Regions from separate parts of the Canis lupus genome. Here region 1 is linked to region 2. The links are chromatin contacts, called in public Hi-C maps. All regions are on one chromosome and are shown on one strand. The core of a region is the stretch at or near the end of the contact, and the rest is flanking DNA. Distances in the headings are between cores, read along the strand shown.

Region 1 (5,966 bases), core at 2,705-5,204, 280 kb before region 2:
TCACATGGTTGTCAAAGGAGTAAAAGAGTTCACACACAGAAGCACTTAGAATTGTGCCTGGTATGGGCAGCCCCGGTGGTGCAGCGGTTTAGCGTCGCCTGCAGCCCAGGGTGTGATCCTGGAGACCCTGGATAGAGTCCCGCGTTGGGCTCTCTGCATGGAGCCTGCTTCTCCCTCTACCTGTGTCTCTGCCTCTCTCTCTCTCTCTCTCTCTGTGTCTTTATGTATAAATAAATAAAATCTTAAAAAAAAAAAAGAATTGTGCCTGGTACGTATGAAATGGTCACTGCATGCTAACCATTATTTTTTCTAGATCTAGGGATTTCCTAAATCATGTACACCATAGGCTTGCTTAGTAACGGCCATGGTGGGTTGGAATAGGGGAGGATACCTCAATCAAGAGTTCATAATGCAGCTTTCATTGAATCAATCGTGTTCCTACCATAGGGAAACTAAACTGGGTGTCCCAAAACACAGAGTAAGAAAAAACGACAGCAGTTATATTTGATAATGTCTGGGGTGAGGACGGAAAAACAACTGTTTTGACTAGTTGGGCTGGAAATAACCCACGACATGTTGAGAAAAGCAAAGACAAAAAACACCATGCAGCCACAGCATGGAGAAAAGAACTGTGATTCTTCTACATCTTCATTTCAGTTCCCATGAACCCTGACTATATCTTATTTCCTGGTCTTAGATGTGGAATATATAGTTCTGTATCTTTATAGTCAATTCTGTATCAGTCAGGATAGACTAAATTATGCTTCAGTAACAAATAGCCCCCAAATCTCAGCAGTTCAACACGACAAAAGTATACTTCTTATTCTATATGTCCACTAAGCATTGGCTACACCTTAGTTCCTCAGGTATACAGGCTACTGGAGACTTCATCTCAACAATCATCACAGCAGCAGGAAGAAAACACATCTGAAGGTTCCACCTGTAAGTGATCCATGTTCTTTCTACCCCACATTTCATCAGTAACATGACTGATGCAAAACCTCAAAGAGGATGTACAATCCCATCATGTGCCTAGGAGAAGGGTTACATTTGAATACCTTATAAACGGACCCTAATGAGTACTGCATCCTTCCTTTTATGATTGGGCAAGTTTAAATGAGTCTCTGTTTCTTCAGAAAATAACAACATCGATAGGAATACACACATAAAATATCCCTGTTCCTGCACATTTCTCTCAAAACTATGATCTCCTGAACATAAGCAGATCTTCCTCATTCTGTGTAGACATATAACTTATTGGAACTTTGATTCCCTAGACAATCATCTAAGTCATCCTACTCTTTTCATGAACAACATATGAGAATTAAAAGCTCAAAACTTCAGAAGTGAGGTATTTTAAGATAGCTAAGTTTTTTGCATGTGTGAACCAAAGGACTTAACAGTACAGCTTCTAAACTTAAAAATTTTCAAAAACCCAACATTTTGGGATGACAGCATTTTTTGAAAGGTTATATATTTTTCCTTCTTTTAAAACATGATATGCATACATAATTTAATATATTCTTAATCATGAAAGATCATCAATATAAATATCAGATACAATATGGTGATACCTTTGGTATCAAATAAAATGTTAATTCATCTAACAAATACACATGTAAATATGTATTAAGTAGATTTGTCAGTATTGGAAACACACGAGGAGGAGTAAGAATAACCCTTATCCCAGAGTGCTGTGTAGGACTTTTGAGACGGATTGGTTTTTTATAATCACTTTTTTCCTCCCCATTGCTATCAACAAATTGGCCATCTCACTTCCATCTATTGTGTATACATTGGTAGTCTCCTTTTCCTTCAAATTTCTAGTTTTTTATCCTCCAAAATTTTAGAAATTAAATGCATCAGAATTATTTGGGAACTATGGGGGTTCTGGGTGGCACAGCTAGTTAAACGTCCAACTCGATTTTGGCTCAGGTCATGAGATTGGGCCCCATGTTAGGCTCCTGGCTCAGCAGGGAATCTGCTTGAGATTCTCTCTCTCTGCCCCTCCTTGAACTCACACTCTCTTTCTCTCTCTAAAAATAAAAATAAATCTTTTTTTAAAAGGGATTATTTGTTACATGAGAGTAAATAAGTGAAATTGGAAGGATCTCTGGTGTTGGTCTATCAATAAAACCCAAGACCTTCAGTGCACCAACATTTATGTTGCTTTGCTTATTGGTCTTTTCTATATAGCTGATGTGGACATATCAGTGGATTTTGGATAAGTGAAATATCTCTATGTTTTGAGCTGAGAGGTATTCAACATGTAGCATTTTCATTTTCTTAAGCATAATGATTTTTTTTATTGTTTTATAAGATACTGCCTTGTGTTCTTCTCTACATCTTTTCCTTAATGAAGAAAAATCCCTTCATATTAGTATGTGTCCTCCTTCTCACCTCATTTTGCCAAGAAAATTTGTATTTTCAAATGTTTAGATCTAGAATTTAATCCTATCCTTCCTTTTATCTTTCTCTGACTAATGGTAATGTTTGATTACACATTTCGAAAACCACAACTGAAGGGGCATTTGTACCATGTGGTTTATTCAACCTCCAAACAACTTATCCTTAGCGATGAATTTCACTTGTGCTCTTTCATTATTTTAAGAATAAATCATTCTTTCAACCCAACTAATGGTTCCGATTTTCTTCACTTTTGTGTCATAATAGTCTTTAGCAAAAGGCTACTGCCAGATTATTGTTAAAAATGTCAGGATATTTAGTTTTGAAATTTGATTCTGTTATTCAAATAAGAGAATTCAGTAAACAAACTGGACAATATGTATAAAGGTAATATAGAGCCTAGTCCAGGCACTGTTTAGACAAAGAGTCTATTAATCTACTCCATACTATATAACGCATTACCTTTCAACTGCCTCTTAAAATAGTCATTTTTTCCCTTTCTTTACATTTTCAAGAATCTTGCTATAGTTCTTCCCATTAAACACTTGGCAAACGTATAAACATTTTTCTTATCATTTCTGAAGTTTTAAAGAGATAAGAAGTCACGAGATTAAGAACCTCAATGCCTCATCTACCCCCAGTGAAACAAACACTAAGGAGGCTCTTCCAGCGAAGCAAACTCCATCCACTTTAACACCCTTAAAAGGCCACACTACAAAATACCTCAGTGACCAATAGCTTTTAGACTGTCTCAACCATGACCCGGGAGCTCTGCTCGACCCTCCAGTGTAAAGTCTCAGACATCCCACAGCAGTAACCTTAGACAGCCATCCGTAAAGTCACCCTCTTTAAAGTTTCATTCCTAGTCCTCTCGAACCTGGTGCAAGGTCTGTCTTGTACTGAGGTAATAATCTCACCATCCCCATGGACAGCTCAAAACATGGTCCCAGCTGCTACAGCTCCCTATAGATGTAAACACAGGGCTGATTTGTTCCAGAATTACTTCTCACATCAATGCTCTGAAAATACTCTGCAAGCTTAATCCAAAAGATGGCCCGGAGGCCTCCCTGTGAAAGAGCGAAGCCGGCCTCTTAGGGAGAAGGGAGGATAATTCTAAATACACAGAGCTCTGTCGATTCCACCCACAGACAATTCTCTCATCAGCACGGTCGCCTGACATTTCTGTTCCGATTTAACCAGGCAAAACATTTTCCTTTTGAATCCAGACAAGGTTTACATCTCAAATACCCCAGAAAAGGTCATCCGGGGACTTAAAATCACTGTAAATTGGAAATGAACCGGCAGGAGGAAGCAGGAAGGGAGGGAGGATGCTGGATACAAACTGAGATCCTGAAGACAAAATGTGGCATAGTTCCCCAAGCCCCAGTTTTAACTAGGACAAGTACCACAAAGAAAGGCTGTCAGTTCAGGTCTGGAGTAAGTGCCAGGAGCTGTGGTAGGAAGCGAGGGCCGAAGGATGGCAGGACCGCGGAGCACAGCGCGGCCGGCTCTCCTGCTCGCAGGCAGCTCAAGCAGCTCAAGGCCCCGCGGCAGGAGCAAGCCCTTGCAGCCAACCTGGACTAACAACTTGAGCTTGCGACGGAAAGCGCGCTAGGTGGTAAAGCTGAACGACGGACGGAAAAATTCAGCCACTGTTCCTCATTTCTTTGCCCTCGAACACACTATTCTACTAGTAAATGAAAAAATCAAACGAAGAACATATTTTGGGGATTGCGTGATCCTCCGGAGTCACACCAGTTTCACGCATCTGAATACAATTTCTGCAGTTCCGCAGCATGTCCACTAGAGGCCTGTGAAGAGCTTCTCTCCCCCATCCACTGCCTCAGAGCCAAAACCGCCAGAATTAAACACAAATGTAAGAAATACTGATCAAACACCGATAAGGCCATGACCGAGTTGATAGGTAACCTCATCACAAGCACCATCACTGTGGATAAAACAAGCAAAAGGCAATGGTCTTTCAAAATTCCAACAGATGGAAATTGTGAAACTTGTAAAACTTCCCATGGATAACGGAAAGCGCAGAGTTAAAGGAGGTAGGGTTTGGTGGCTTCAGCAACAATTCCAAGAGGCCACCAAGCTCTGGCAGGCTCCGACTAAGTGGAAGCTACACCGAGGAGTGAAGCAGCCCTTCTAAAAATTGCCAGGGGCCTGTAGGGGCTTCTGAGGAAATGGGGCCTTCAGATCTTCATGTGCATCTAACAGAGAGAAGGTTCCTGGGTGGGAAAGCATCCGGGAAAGTAAACAAGGCAGTAATTTAAGACAGATGGACCAAGAAAAGACTTCCTAAATAGGGATTCCATAGAAGTAAACAGGGAAGACAGATGAGGTATAGCGTAAGGACAGAGTGAAAGAGACCTTAAGGTGAGAACTCTCAGCTGCAGGCGAGAGAAGGGGAGGTAAAGCCAAACACAAACCATGCTGGATGCACGAACACAGCTGCAAAACTGTGTGTGCACAGGAAAAATCACTAGGTGAGACGATATGCCTTGACAGTCCCCTTACCATCTCATCAAACTAAACAGTGCCTCGTGTCACGACATCCCCGAAAACCATCAACAAAACACACAAGAATGCACATCAACAGGACCGCGTGCGCGCGTCCACCCACATACATGCAGTTTCTATTCTATTTACAGAAATGGCCTGTTTTTCAGTAGGTTTGGTTAATTAGCAATCAGAAAGGAGTTGTAGGAGGTTTGAAGAAAAGATTCTTTGTTTGGAAAACCTGTGAAAATATTCCCTCAGCAGCTTGTAACTTTCCCTACAGATCACCCTGGCCCTGAGGACAAGCCCAGGTGCCAGAGGCCTCTGTGATCCCACACAGAGCTCACATTCAAAGGCAGTTCTCTTTGTTGTCCCCTAGGAGTTAAGCCTTAATGGGTTTACAATTTGCAGGCTTTTTTGGAGAGTGGCTTTGGCGGTTGTTGCCTGCTGCCAGAAATTGAACAGAGACAAGCCCTGGTGAATCCCACAGCTGTTGTGGCTGCTCCGGCTGCTGGCTTGGAGAGAAGAGCAGTTGCCTGAGGCATTTCAAAGATGTGCAAGAACATAGGGAGACTTTATGAATCCTGGAAGTGAATTTGCAATTATTGCGAACAGATGGCCAGTCCACATGGTGGAAGAAGAATTTCAGAGCTATCATTCTTCGGTGAAGACCATGGCAAATGGTAATTCACTGAGTCTTCGTGTGCCCAAATAAATCCTTTGTGGAAAAAGTATTCAAATACAATGTGATATTATTATCTGTTGCCAGTTAGCTTTATTGTCACACTCCTGACTTCGAAAGAACTTTCACAAAGATCAGCCAGTACATGCACATCTTTCTTTGGTTAAAGAAAAAATAGATGTGGTGCCTCTGGTAGAAATTTGGCAAATACTCATCTTGCCTCACTGGGTTTCATGGAGGTGACTATCTTAATACTGTCTCCATCATTACTTCATCCAGCCCTTGTTTCTGAGAATCTTCATCTTAAACTGAGATACATGGATGGTGGAACAGTGTCAAATGATTTTGAGAGTAGAGAATCTAGAATCTC
Region 2 (5,362 bases), core at 421-2,920:
TAATTTGAGAAAGGAAGAATAATGAAATATTTGGTTTCCAGAAAACAGTCAAGTCACTAGAGAAAAGGAGCTGGATGACTGGACAATATGGAGAGCCCATTTAGGTGTGAGATCATTATTAGCTCATCCAATCGTCAAGCTCTTGGGCGCAAGCACAGAAAACTTAAGTGCGTGATTTCTCCATGAGCCAGGTTTGCCAGGCAAGCACAGTGAGGGACAAGAGTTGAGGTATATTCAGACAAGTGATTTAAATGCCTCTAGTTGTGAATATAAATAAAATAAACGGATACATTTTTTAAACTATGGAGAACTATGTTAGTGTAAGTTACTAGTATATAATGGTGGCAAAATGAAGGAGTCTTTCAATCATATGCAGTTATTTCCAAAACGGAAACCTCTAATAAAGAACTTATTCCTCATTCTACCACTCAGGTTGAGATCTAACACTGTTCTGTCTTCCGAATCAGCCTCTTCCCACATCTATCACACCTTTGACTCTTGCCCCTTCACGTTTTCTAATACCTATCACTATGGTTCCCCCCCCCCCCCGCCCTTTTTACATTTTCCTGAATGTCTTGCCTCCTACTTGTCCTCGTTCTAGTCAGTCTAATGATACTGCAATATTGCCCACACTCAAGCCACGGCAGCTTTCTTTACACCTACTACCAAGACCACCCAAAAGGTTTAATCAAGAAACTAAAACGTCCTCATTCAGCCGTTAGAGGCGATCTAACTTCCTTGCATCCCCCAGTCCACCTGCTTCTCTTAGTCTATCCACTTAAGTCTCTATTACTTCCGCTCTGCATCTCTCAAGTACTCAATTCTTATGGTAGGCCACAGGACAGGAGGAGCTCTGAAACACAGGGATAAGTGTTTACCAGAGCTGAACAAATTCCTTGGGAGAACCAAGCACCTTGCAGCTGACACTTCTGGAGTTACAATCTAAAATTAAAACAGGACGGATACAGATTTGCTTCTGCGACATTCGTTGTTTCCCTGCTGCTGCAGCTAAAAACAAAACAGAGCACTCCTCACTAGTCACTACGGCCCATCCATCCATCCAAGTGGTTTGCCTCTACTTGGCAAAAATGGAGAAGGGGCAGACTCCTCCTTTGGCATGCTGTGTGCCCGCAGCCTTCCTGAAGCTCGCAAAGTGTGATGAGGACCAGGACTATACCACCAAAAAGCACAATATAAAATGTTTACACGGACAAAAACAGAAAAATTAAGTCGACTGAACTCCTTCAATTCTTGAAAAGCACTATTAAAAAAGCGAAAGCACGCTTCCTTAAATAACTGTGTCGGGTTCCGCAGAACAATTTGCCTGCGCTCCCTTGTGACATCCCTACCGCCTAATGATTGACGCTCAAAGAAGCAGAGTGGGTGGAATCAGGCCGGTCCAGAGATTTAGAGGGAAAAGCTGGGTCCGTACCAGCACTGGGACCGCGCCCACCAAACATTTGGATCGCTTTAGAGTCAAGAGGAAAATACAGCTCGAGTTTTTACCTCATGTACCCTTAACTTTCCACAATGACTTCCAGAAGCCTGACTCACAGCTAGAAACCCAAACCCTGTGGGCGGGAGAGGGGGGGGGGGGGGGGAAACCACACAAAACAAAAAAACGACTACGTCACCACTTCCGCCTCGCAAGGCCAGCAAACGTACAAAGATGGAGAAAGACGCACACGCCGACGGCGACTACGTCCCCAAAGTGCGCAGGCGCCTGGCGAGGCCCCGCCCCCCACGCTCTCCACCGCCCCCCAGCCCCGCGCTCCCGCCGTGAAGAGGCGCGCGCACGCAGGGCCGGCCCTGCTGGTACCGCCTGGGGCTTCCGCCCCGAGGCCCGACGGGCGCCGTTCGGTTCCGGTCCTAGCCCCGCCCCCGCGCGGGAACTCTCCAGAAGGCTTAATATCCGGGACCAGCGGCTGGCGCCAGCGCGCATTTCCGGCGAGGGACACGAAGAGAAGGATCCGGTGACGCCTCTTTCCGCCCCCGTGGTCGCCCAGGCTGCGGCTCTCGGTGCGGCAGCGCCATCTGGTGCCGCGTCTCCCACCGCCCGAGAAGGGGCGCGCGCACTTTTCTCTCGGAACCTTCCAGAGAAACCTCGGCCCTTGCGGTTTTTTCTCGCCCCCCCTCCCCCCCCCCGGGAAGGGAGGCCCCCGCGCCCCCGCCCCGCCCCGCCGGGTCCCCCGCACACTTCCCGGGACGTTGAAGAGGGGTCTGTGTGGGGGAGTCGCTGTGTGTTCCCAATCCCAAAATGGAGAGGAAATGGATTTCTTTCTCTAGAGTTAAGCCCAGAAAAAACGTGTCCCTGTGTTTATGTTTCCACTGCCTTGTTCCCGAGCTGCTCCAGTCCCGCCCCGTGAGTGTCCCCGTCTGTCAGGAGCGGAGCACTTCCCCTTGCTCGGACGGTCGCACAGACTTGGCGGCTTAGCTTGTCCTCTGATAGAAAAGCTTTTGTTTCTTGTCACGCTTTAAGGCCGTGGCGGGCGCTGGGCGCTGGGCGGGCGCTGGGCGTGTTGGGAGCCCATCGGGAAGCGTAGGACTTAGTGGGAATTTTGCTTTAAAAAAAGGCCAGAATTACTAAATTCTGCTGAAACTGTTACACTGTATGTTAACTAGATTTTAAATAAAAGCCTGAAACATTTAAAAAAACAAAGAGGCTAAGGACATTTCCCAGACAAAGCCTCAGAAATGCTCAGGCTGAATTTGGGTTTGTGGGCACGGCACATTTCTTTTAGATAGCCAGAGGAAACGTAATTTCCCCGAAGTCTGCAAAATCGAGGTGAATTCTTCCCTGATACTGAATTCTTAGTGACAACCTAGGTTTCCCTGGAAGCTTGTAGGCCTGACGACACCGTTAGGTAGCAAGCATGAGATTGTGTTTTATTGGAATGACGTTTTAACTGAATATCGGTGTGTATAGTGAAAGCGAGATACGTTTCCTTCAGAATTTGTACATTAGCGTCTGTTCATTTCTTCTATAGCAGTGATTCTTAAAGTTGAGCTTGCCTCACAAGTCCCCGAAAGGCTTCTTAAAACACATTGGCCTTAAAACCCGGAGTTTCTACTGGGAAGGACCCGGGGGGTAGAGCTGGATAATAATAGCTTTGAAAAAATTCTCCCCTGACATTTAAGCTGTTGGCACTAGACGCACACCTGGAAGAATTTAGAGCTCAGGATTGCTTTGTCATTAATGCTCTTCGCTATTACAGGAGAGAGAGTGATGAAACTAGAACTGGAAAAATGTATAGGCCTTTGGCCCCTTTGCTGGAAAGTATTAAGCCCTAGAACCGGGAAAGCTGTACGTAAGTGAATATTGCCCACATTAAAGTGACTACTACATGTAAATGTTCTGTATATATATGATCATGTGATAGAGGGTGCTGTAATACCAGGTATACTAAAATTTCAGTCATTCTGCAGTAATTTCCATCCTTCTCATTAGCTGCTAAAAGTAAGTAATGAGAAATTACTGAAATTAAGGACAAAGTGGTTTCAACAAACATTCTAATTTTATTCTCTGGAAGATGCCAGGCTTTTTCGAAGTCCTTTTGCATCTCCCCAAGATCCGTTATCCACCCCATTTCACCACACCGTGCCATTCACAAAGGGACACAATGCTTTCATTGGTAAAAATGGCTTACCTAACCTTTCTTCAGGCCTTTTCCATTTAATTCTTGTCATATCCTAACTCTGCCACTGCATTAGATGCTGACATAGTATAGTGCACCACACTTGCTCCTAAGTGAAATACAAATTGTTAGATTTGTTATGTTCATAGCTGAAATTATTTCTAAATTCAGATAAAAGTTTAGAATGTTTGCTGTGGTGTGATTGCCTTTACTAAAAAAAAGCTGATACATCTTTGATTTGTAAATTCACACATCTAAAGATCAACAAAAAACATTGAAATGTTTTGCAGTAATTTTGTAAGGTTTTTATGAATCAAAAACAATTTTAATATCACTGAAGTGATTAAAGGAATGAATTCGTTATATGCTTTGAGAAATCAATTCATACTAAAATGTATCAAAACTTACATCAGATCAATGAAATTGTACTTTATATGTTTTTATGAAATCAGATATTAATCACACATGCTTATTTTCTTTCTGTATATTTTAGGTCCATACACTCACTACATTGTCTATTTTGAGCTCTATGTCAGACACTGGGTTCCCTAAATCAGTCTTGTAATAAAGCAAATTCATGGGCTTTGAGAGCTCCCTTCATGGAAAAATGCAAGACTCATTTTTTATACTTATATATGAATGAAGCCAATTTCATAGATGGATTTTTACTGGCAACTAAGTGCTTCTTAGTAGTAACCTGCTGAATGAGTTATTAAGGCTTATTACTAAATTTGGTATTCATAGACTAAGATTATTGCATTACCACAAATAACTGAGGATTCTAATTCAGGACTCCACTCTGTTGTGCAATGCCACCAACTGTTGGCAACTTTACAGATTCTTACTCTATATGCACACATGCAGGCAGTTGGAATTTCCATAATATTCAAGAAGGTTGCTTTCCTGCTAGTGTGTCCTCAGTGTTATATTGAGACATGTTAACTATTCTTAATTATTGCTCTTCTTCCACTAACTACCTTTTTTTAGGATTATGTGATATTTTATGTTTATGAAATGTTTTGTACTTTTGTAATTCCCAGCTGTTATCATTTGGCTATTTTCTACCTCAGTTTTTAAAAATCATTAGTATTTTGTTCACTGGACTCCAGTCCTTTTCTTTTCCCTTATAATATGAATGAGCTGCCAACAGAAAAAGGAAAAAGAAAAAAAAAAAAAAAGGTTGAGAACACCTGTCCTAAAACTATGGTATTTCCCTAAGAGTCCTGGTACTTTGTATCTGAGTCATTACTGATTAACCGTTTAAACCAGGGAAAGACAGACATGTTCTGTGCCTTATTTTAAATGAACCTTGAGAGCAGCCCTGGTGGCTCAGCTGTTTAGCATCGCCTTCGGCCCAGGGCGTGATCCTGGAGTCCCGGGATTGAGTCCCATGTCGGGCTCGATGGCTTGGAGCCTGCTTATCCCTCTGCCTGAGTCTCTGCCTCTCTCTCTCTCATGAACGAATAAATAAAATATTTAAAAAATAAAATCTTTAAAAATAAATAAATGAACCTTGTTACAAATTCACTCAGGATAAAGAGAGGTGTTATGTAAAACCCAGCTATTCATTAGAAATGCTACCTGTTGTATTTGGGAAGTATTATTTAATAACCCTGTTTGTTGACTAAATGTAATTAGTAATTTATGATATTTTTTTATTATGGCTATTAATGTCACCATTTTTCTCAGCTAATTTTGCCATTAAGCATCATGCGAGATGATGTAAT

The links. A called contact is a pair of places that touch in the nucleus more often than the background predicts.
Region 1: a Hi-C map of blood shows a contact between it and region 2, with 5 times the contacts expected there. The contact joins the enhancer-like site here to the promoter of LOC111092485 in region 2. A contact is called at or near these places in 5 of 9 Hi-C or Micro-C datasets (amygdala, blood and skin fibroblasts).

What each region holds. Positions count from the first base shown.
Region 1 is chr25:7,063,174-7,069,139 of UU_Cfam_GSD_1.0, reverse strand. All of the region lies in intron 3 of STARD13 (stAR-related lipid transfer protein 13), which reads right to left. Among named protein-coding and RNA genes, the nearest start is that of KL, 190 kb to the left of the region's middle. Within about 2 kb of position 3,954, at least 13 of the 20 cell types and tissues checked have an H3K27ac peak or open chromatin away from gene starts, as enhancers often do.
Region 2 is chr25:6,784,649-6,790,010 of UU_Cfam_GSD_1.0, reverse strand. It overlaps LOC111092485, which reads left to right and starts at 1,670. Exons shown (of 4, transcript XM_038574486.1): 1 at 1,670-1,711; 2 at 1,788-2,019; 3 at 3,216-3,308. The coding sequence starts at 1,670.